Linked DNA regions of Macaca mulatta: region 1 is linked to region 2. The links are chromatin contacts, called in public Hi-C maps. All regions are on one chromosome and are shown on one strand. Each heading gives the region's core, a stretch centred on a gene start, on an enhancer-like site or on the middle of the called end of the contact. The rest is flanking DNA. Distances are from core to core; before and after follow the strand shown. Region 1 holds the start of ZNF846 (zinc finger protein 846). Region 2 holds the start of ZNF317 (zinc finger protein 317).

What was found. A called contact is a pair of places that touch in the nucleus more often than the background predicts.
Region 1: a Hi-C map of fetal cortex germinal zone shows a contact between it and region 2, with 5 times the contacts expected there. The contact joins the promoter of ZNF846 here to the promoter of ZNF317 in region 2. A contact is called at or near these places in 4 of 14 Hi-C or Micro-C datasets (blood, fetal cortex germinal zone, fetal cortical plate and 1 more).

The regions. Positions count from the first base shown.
Region 1 is chr19:10,498,225-10,501,658 of T2T-MMU8v2.0, forward strand. ZNF846 (zinc finger protein 846) reads right to left here and starts at 2,066. Exons shown (of 7, transcript XM_015122808.3): 1 at 1,870-2,066; 2 at 1,134-1,557.
Region 2 is chr19:9,897,209-9,901,084 of T2T-MMU8v2.0, forward strand. It overlaps ZNF317 (zinc finger protein 317), which reads left to right and starts at 1,732. Exons shown (of 8, transcript XR_013408828.1): 1 at 1,732-1,930.

The DNA.
Region 1 (3,434 bases), core at 816-3,315, 600 kb after region 2:
CTAGGCTCACAGAGACCCCGCCCCACTTACCCCAGCTCCCTGTCACCGAGACCCCGCCCCCATCTCGTCCTCACCGAGTCTCCGCCCCCGCCTCTCCCTCACCAATTCCCCGCCCCCGTCTTCCCTTCACCGAGACCCCGTCCCCGTCTCCCCCTCAAGTCCCCGCCCCCGTCTCTCCCCTCACCGAGTCCCCGCCCCCGTCTCTCCCCTCACCGAGTCCCCGCCCCTTCTCTCCCTCACCGAGTCCCCGCCCCCGTCTCTCCCCTCACCGAGTCCCCATCCCCGTCTCTCCGCTCACCGAGACCCCGTCCCCGTCTTCCCTCATCGAGTCCCCGCCCCGTCTCTCTCTCACCGAGTCCCTGCCCCCGTCTTCCCTTCACCGAGTCCCTGCCCCCGTCTCTCCCCTCACCGAGTCCCCATCCCCATCTCTCCGCTCACCGATACCCCGCCCCCCGTCTCCCCTCATCGAGTCCCCGCCCCGTCTCTCCCTCACCGAGTCCCCGCCCGCGTCTCTCCCTCACCGAGTCCCCGCCCGCGTCTCTCCCTCACCGAGTCCCCGCCCGCGTCTCTCCCCTCACCGAGTCCCCGCCCCCGTCTCTCCCCTCACCGAGTCCCCATCCCCGTCTCTCCGCTCACCAAGACCCCGCCCCTGTCTCCCCTCATCGAGTCCCCGCCCCCGTCTCTCCCTCACCGAGTCCCTGCCCCCTCTTCCCCCTCACGGAGACCTCGCCCCCGTCTTCCCTTCCCCGAGTCCCCATCCCTGTCTCTCTCTCACCGAGACCCGCCCCCGCCTCTCCCTCACCGAGTCCCCGCCCCTGTCTCGCCCTCACCGAGACCCCGCCCACTTCTCTGTCCTTCCTGAGACCCCGCCCCTGACATCCCCTCACCGAGTCCCTGCCCTCGTCTCTCCCTCCCCGAGTCGCCGTCCCAGTCTCCCCATCACCGAGTCCCCACCCCCCGCTTCCCCTCACCGAGACCCTGTCCGTCATCGAGTCCCAGTCCTCGTCACCCCCTCACCGAGTCCCGCCCTCTTCTCTCCCCTCACTGAGTCCCCGCCCCCCATCTCTCCCCTCACCGAGTCCCCGCCCCGGTCTCCCTCCCTCCAGGTGGTGAAGGGGCCCCTGAAGCCCCACCTGGTCGCAGACGAAGGTGCAGGGAAAACCAGCGGGTCAGCGACGGTTACTGTGAAGGAGGCGCCGCTCTGCCCACGCGCACTTCTGATTCCTCTCTCCGGGCTCGGAAGCGGCTGAGGGCTCTGGACCGGGTCTCCGAGGCCTGAGGCAGTGGGAGGGGCGGAGTTCGCGTCCTCCACGATCCTGGGGAGAGGTCCCAGTTTCCGCACAGCCGACAGCGATTGGACCCCGTCCTTCTGGCTTCACTGGGGACCGCGGGGCGCAACCCGGCGCGGGCAGGGGGCGGGGGCGGGACCACGATGGAGGGAGTCGATTGGGCGGGACCTCGAAATGCCTCTGCTCGCTTTCCTCTGCATTTATGGGGCTTGTACGAGGATGCGCTGTTTCTGGGTGGTTTGTTATACGGCCGTAGATAACTTGTTACCTGCCGACAACAGCAGTAAAATAACTAGAAATAAATACAACAACAAAGTATGCAATATCTCTTCGGAGAAATGTGTAAAATACTATTGAAAGAGGTCAAAGATAACCTAGATCAATGGATAGATCTTCCTTGTTGATGGATTAGAAGTTTCAATATAAAGAATTATCCTTACTTAATATAGAAAGTTAAGTTTTCTGTCAAAATAACATGTTTTGATGAAGAACCTGATCTATTTATAATAAAATGTATGTATATGGAAGTGCAAAAGGCCAGTAAAACCCAAAACACTCCTGAAGAACTGTTGGCACTTACCCTACAGACATTAAGAAATAGACAGGGCCGGGCGCGGTGACTCACGCCTGTAATTCCAGCACTTTGGGAGCCCGAGGTGGGCGGATCACGAGGTCAGGAGATCGAGACCATCCTTGCTGACACGGTGAAACCCCGTCTCTACTAAAAATACAAAAAATTAGCCAGGCGTGGTAGCGGGAGCCTGTAGTCCCAGCTACTCAGGAGGCCGAGGCAGGAGAATGGCCTGAACCTGGGAGGCGGAGCTTGCAGTGGGCCGAAATCGGGCTATTGCACTCCAGCCTGGGGGACACAGCAAGACTCTGTCTCAAAAAAAAAAAAAAAAAAAAAATTCATAACACAATGACTGTGTTAACAATATTTCTGAAGTTCACCCTAAGTTTTTCTGGTAATTGGGGTGGCCATTTGTGTTAGCTAATTGCCTTTATCCAAATGAAAAATAAAAATTCTTCTATCTTTTTGGCAAGCAGACAGTTTTAGCTTAGAAGCAGGTGCCTAAGGAGATAGAAGTGTGCTATTGATGCAGGTAAGTGCCATGATTGGGGATTCACCCAGGAAAGAATTCAACTGGTGATGTTACACAAGGATCTTCCATTGACTCAGAGTTGCTTTTTCCAGAGTACAGCCAAAACCTAGGCAGTGTGCCTAGAATCAGCATTTTGTACTGTTGGCTAGCTATATTTATACTCACTTTTAATTACATGCAAATTAAGGGGTATGCCATGCAGAACTTTCTTTTTTTTTTTTTTTTTGAGACGGAGTCTCGCTCTGTCGCCCAGGCTGGAGTGCAGTGGCCGGATCTCAGCTCACTGCAAGCTCCACCTCCCGGGTTCACGCCATTCTCCTGCCTCAGCCTCCCAAGTAGCTGGGACTACAGGCGCCCGCCACCGCGCCCGGCTAGTTTTTTGTATTTTTTTAGTAGAGACGGGGTTTCACCGTGTTAGCCAGGATGGTCTCGATCTCCTGACCTCGTGATCCGCCCATCTCGGCCTCCCAAAGTGCTGGGATTACAGGCATGAGCCACCGCGCCCGGCCCCCATGCAGAACTTTCTAGAAAGGAGGCTGTAACTTCCAGGTCGTTGTTATGGAAGTGAATGGTAACTTTCATGTTGTTGCCATGGTACTTATAAACTGTCATGGCTCTGGTAGGAGTGTCTTACCCTAATGAGTAAGGAGAGCAACTAGAGATGGCTTTTGGTGCCATCTGCTGGTTCCAGGTGGTTTCTTCACTTTATCCTGTAGGGACCAGGAAATGAAGCAAGTCCTGCCCAGTCTCCTACCTCACTGTGGTCAGAATGTTGTATGTTGTGTGTGTCCTCCCCGCAGGCCACCACCCCGCAAAGCCAAATGCGTAAATCTTAACCCTGGAGGTGATGATATTAGGATGTGAGGCCTTAGGGAGGTGATTAGATCATGAGGGCGGGACCTTCGTTAATGGATTTACTAGCCAGCTTGTCCAAGTCGCCTTGTTATTGTTGTCTTGTTTTGTTTTGTTTTAGTCTTGTAGCAGCCGAAGCCATGGTTTTTAGTTTCTGTCTCTAGTGATAAGTGGAAAAGAGGGATGAGGA
Region 2 (3,876 bases), core at 482-2,981:
AATACAAAATAGCAGCTATGTAGTCTGAATATTCTATTATATCTATTTTATATTTATAGATGATGTCAACATTAATATCATATAATATTACTATTATATATTTTACATTATATTAAATATTAATATATTTATATTTATATATGTTGTATATAAATATATACCTATTACGGAATAGATATTCCCATTATATGTAAAATATGTAATATATCATATAATATATGTATATCATATAATATATAATGTATATCATATAATGTATATCATATAATGTATATCATATAATATATTCCTGTTAGAGGGAGTAGGGCATTATATACTCTAACCACTAGATGTCAGTAGTAACCCAGGTAGTGGTAAAACCGAAAGTGTCTCCACAGGTGGCACATATATCATAATATATGATATACATATTATATTATATATTATTATATGTATGTATGCTATATATTATGGTGTATGTATTATATGTTATGAAATATATATTACATTATGTAATATGGAATATAGATTATAGATTATATATGAATATTTTATGTCCATATATTCCATACATACTTTATACATACATATATGTATGTGCGCCATGGTCCATCCCTCAATAATATATTTTCCAAAACATCAAATTTCCTTCTCTCTGTCTATTATAATATCTGCCCTGAATAATACTAACCATCTGTCTCTCCTGCCTACGTAATTCTGCCCCAACTCGTTACATGGGAAGCCTTGGTTTCCTAAAGTGTTGAGATTACAGGTGTGAGCCACTGTACCCAGCCTGATTCTGGAACTTTGTATATGCAGACTCCTCCTGCTAAAATAATATGTGTTATATACAATATATATTCCATAATATACATAACATGCATGCATATATTATTTTAGCATATATTATATAATATGCATTAACAGTACACATAATACATAATTATAATATAATAAATATAATATTATATATATTCCATTATGTAAAACATATATATAACAGAATATTATTCAGCCTTGAAATAAAAGTAGATCCTGACATTTATCACAAGATGAGTGAACCTGGAGGACATTATGCTAAGTGAAATAAGCCAGACACACACAAAAAATATTACATGATGTCGCTTATATGAAGAACCTTTTTTAATCAAGAGAGACAGCTCAAATACACAGATATAAAGAATGAGACAATGGTTATCACAGGTATGAGAGTTGGGGAAGAAATGGGGAGATGTGGGGCAAAAAATACAAAATAGCAGATACGTAGGATGAACACCACACAGGTGATGGTGATTTTACGCCCTTCCCAAGGTGTCATTCAGAGGCACGTGGTCTCCATCTGACCCTCACTGGTGATATTGATTTGATCACCTGGTCCAGATGTTGTCCAATTTCTTCGCTGTGCAATTTCTATTACTTTTTCTCCACTCCAACATATGAGCAGTTTATAGAGAGACATTTAAGGCAATGCAAATATTCTGCTCATCATGCAAATGTCCCCCAGTTGTGTCATGTAGATGACAATTCGTGCCTGATTCAACCTTTACCACTATGATGGCTACAAAATGCTGTGGGTTGTGGCTGAGAATTTGAGTCTTGAGTAGAAATTGGAGAAATATGCTGGACCGTCAGATTCCACCCGGGTACGACCGCCATGCCAATCCAAGCTTCGGAACTACAATTCCCAGCATCCTCTCCGCCCCTGCTTCCGTATTAGACGCAGCCAATGAAGTCCCGCGAGAGTTGGAAGGCGGCAGTGAAGCGGAAGCCATTACTCTGTGGAGTCGATTTCCCCAAGACACATGGGCCAAGGAGGGGTCCGCGGCGAATTATTTCGGCCTGTTGGGGACCTCTCGCGTCCCCGCGCCAGACTGGACCTGCCGTATGAACTTCTCTTCGCATCGGCGGCAGCTTCCGTCACCTCCGCTCCCCCGATCCTACTCCCAGTCGTGTAAGCCCTGCTTTCCTTAACCTTTTTCTCCCTCAGTTCCTGGGGTCACGGGAGGCCTATCTGGCGGTGAGGACTAAGAGGGTACGAGGGTCGGGGTCTAAGGAGCTCGGCAGCCAGACGAGGGGTGCGTTTAGATCTCGCGATCAGCGATATGAAACGCTGGGGACGCGAAAGATGAAATTGGACCACTGCGGCTAGTGATGAGACAGGCATTGGTCACCTGATCCTGAAAAGCCCTGAGTCTCTGGTGGGGGCGGAAAAGCCCGGCTAAAGTGAGTTCAAGAGTTTGGGGGCAGTTCAGAAGATTGGGGGGCGTCAGGATTTGGACATCGCGAGGAGAAATCACCTTCCTTCTGCGCTGTAGTCGATTTTTATCTCCTGAATGTCAGCACACAGGTGTTCTTTTTAGCACTTACCTTGAGTACCTTTTGTATTTTTAAGTCCTTCCGGTTGCACTTTTTTATTTTTTAATTTTAGTGGACTCTCTTGCAAATAGCCTATTCGTAGATTTACTATTCAGTTCAACATTTTGTTAATTAACTTGAGAGTTAGTCCAGTTATACTTATCGTGATTATTAATTTTCTCCATTGAATTTTACCGTCTTATTTTGTGGTGTGTCCTTTTCTGTGCAAATATTTTAACACTAGAAAATAGGACATACATGCAAAAAAAGTATGATCACACACACACACACTTACACACACTTAAAAGGCCAACAGTAAAGCGAATCTACAAACCAGGCCAAGAAAGAGATTATTAAATCTCAGAAAGCTGTGTGCTTCTTCTAAACTGCATCCTCCTCTCCCACCAATACTTTCTCCGTGGATTTGACTGCTTATACATCTTTTCCAGAAGATATATTTCCTAATTTTGGTAATTATTTGTGAATGAACTCAGCCGCTTCAGTATTTTTGGAAACAATGTTTTTCCATATTGATGCAAGCACACCTTTGTAATTTAGAGATTTCTAAATATCTTGTGGATGAAGTACTTACACCTAGCCATTCTTTCTCAGGAGTGTCATGGCTTAAATTCTAGTCAGTTCACCAAATTCCCATATACTGGGCCTTTGTTTTCAAGTTGTGGTGAATCTATATTTGAACTTTGATAATATTGTCATTTTTATGCCATTGGGCTGCAGTTAATTGATTTACATCATTAATTTACATGCCTTTCAATAAAGTTTTTTTTTTTTTTCTTTCTGTTTGAGACGGAGTCTCACCCTTGTAGCCCAGACTGGAGTGCAATGACAATCTCGGCTCACTGCAACCTCTGTCTCCCTGGTTCAAGCGGTTCTCCTGCCTCAGCCTCCCGAGTAGCTGGGATTACAGGCGCCCGCCACCACGCCCAGCTAATTTTTGTATTTTTAGTAGAGATGGGGTTTCAACCTGTTGGTCAGGATGGTCTCGATCTCCTAATCTCAGGTGATCCACCCACCTCGGCCTCCCAAAGTGCTGTATTACAGGAGAGAGCCACCACGTCCGGCTCAGTAAAGTTTTATAAGTACCTGCAAAAAGGATTTAGGTTGTTTTTGTTATTTATTCTTAAGAACTTTGTTTTTTGGTGCTCAGAAAATAACTTTTGTGTAGTTTGTTGGATGTTCTTCGTAGACAAGGAAACTGTACAATTCAAAACGAAAATATAAATACTTATACAGAAGATAAATTGTCTTTTTTTGTTGTTTGTTTTGTTTTGTTTTTTGTGTTTTTTTTTTTTTGGCTGAACTGGCTGGGGACTTCCATTATCATTGACTGGAGTCTGGATGGCACACTCTAGGCAGGCCTGGTTTTTTTCTGATCTAAAAGGGAATTGTCATTTGTGTCTGCGAAGGCTTTTCTTTGGAAGAGTTTTTATTAGGCAAAGGAAGCTCCCTTCTTTTCCTACTTGAGTTTTTCTTGTGAATTGCTGCAGGCTTTTAACATTTTTTTTTTTTTTTTTGCCATTA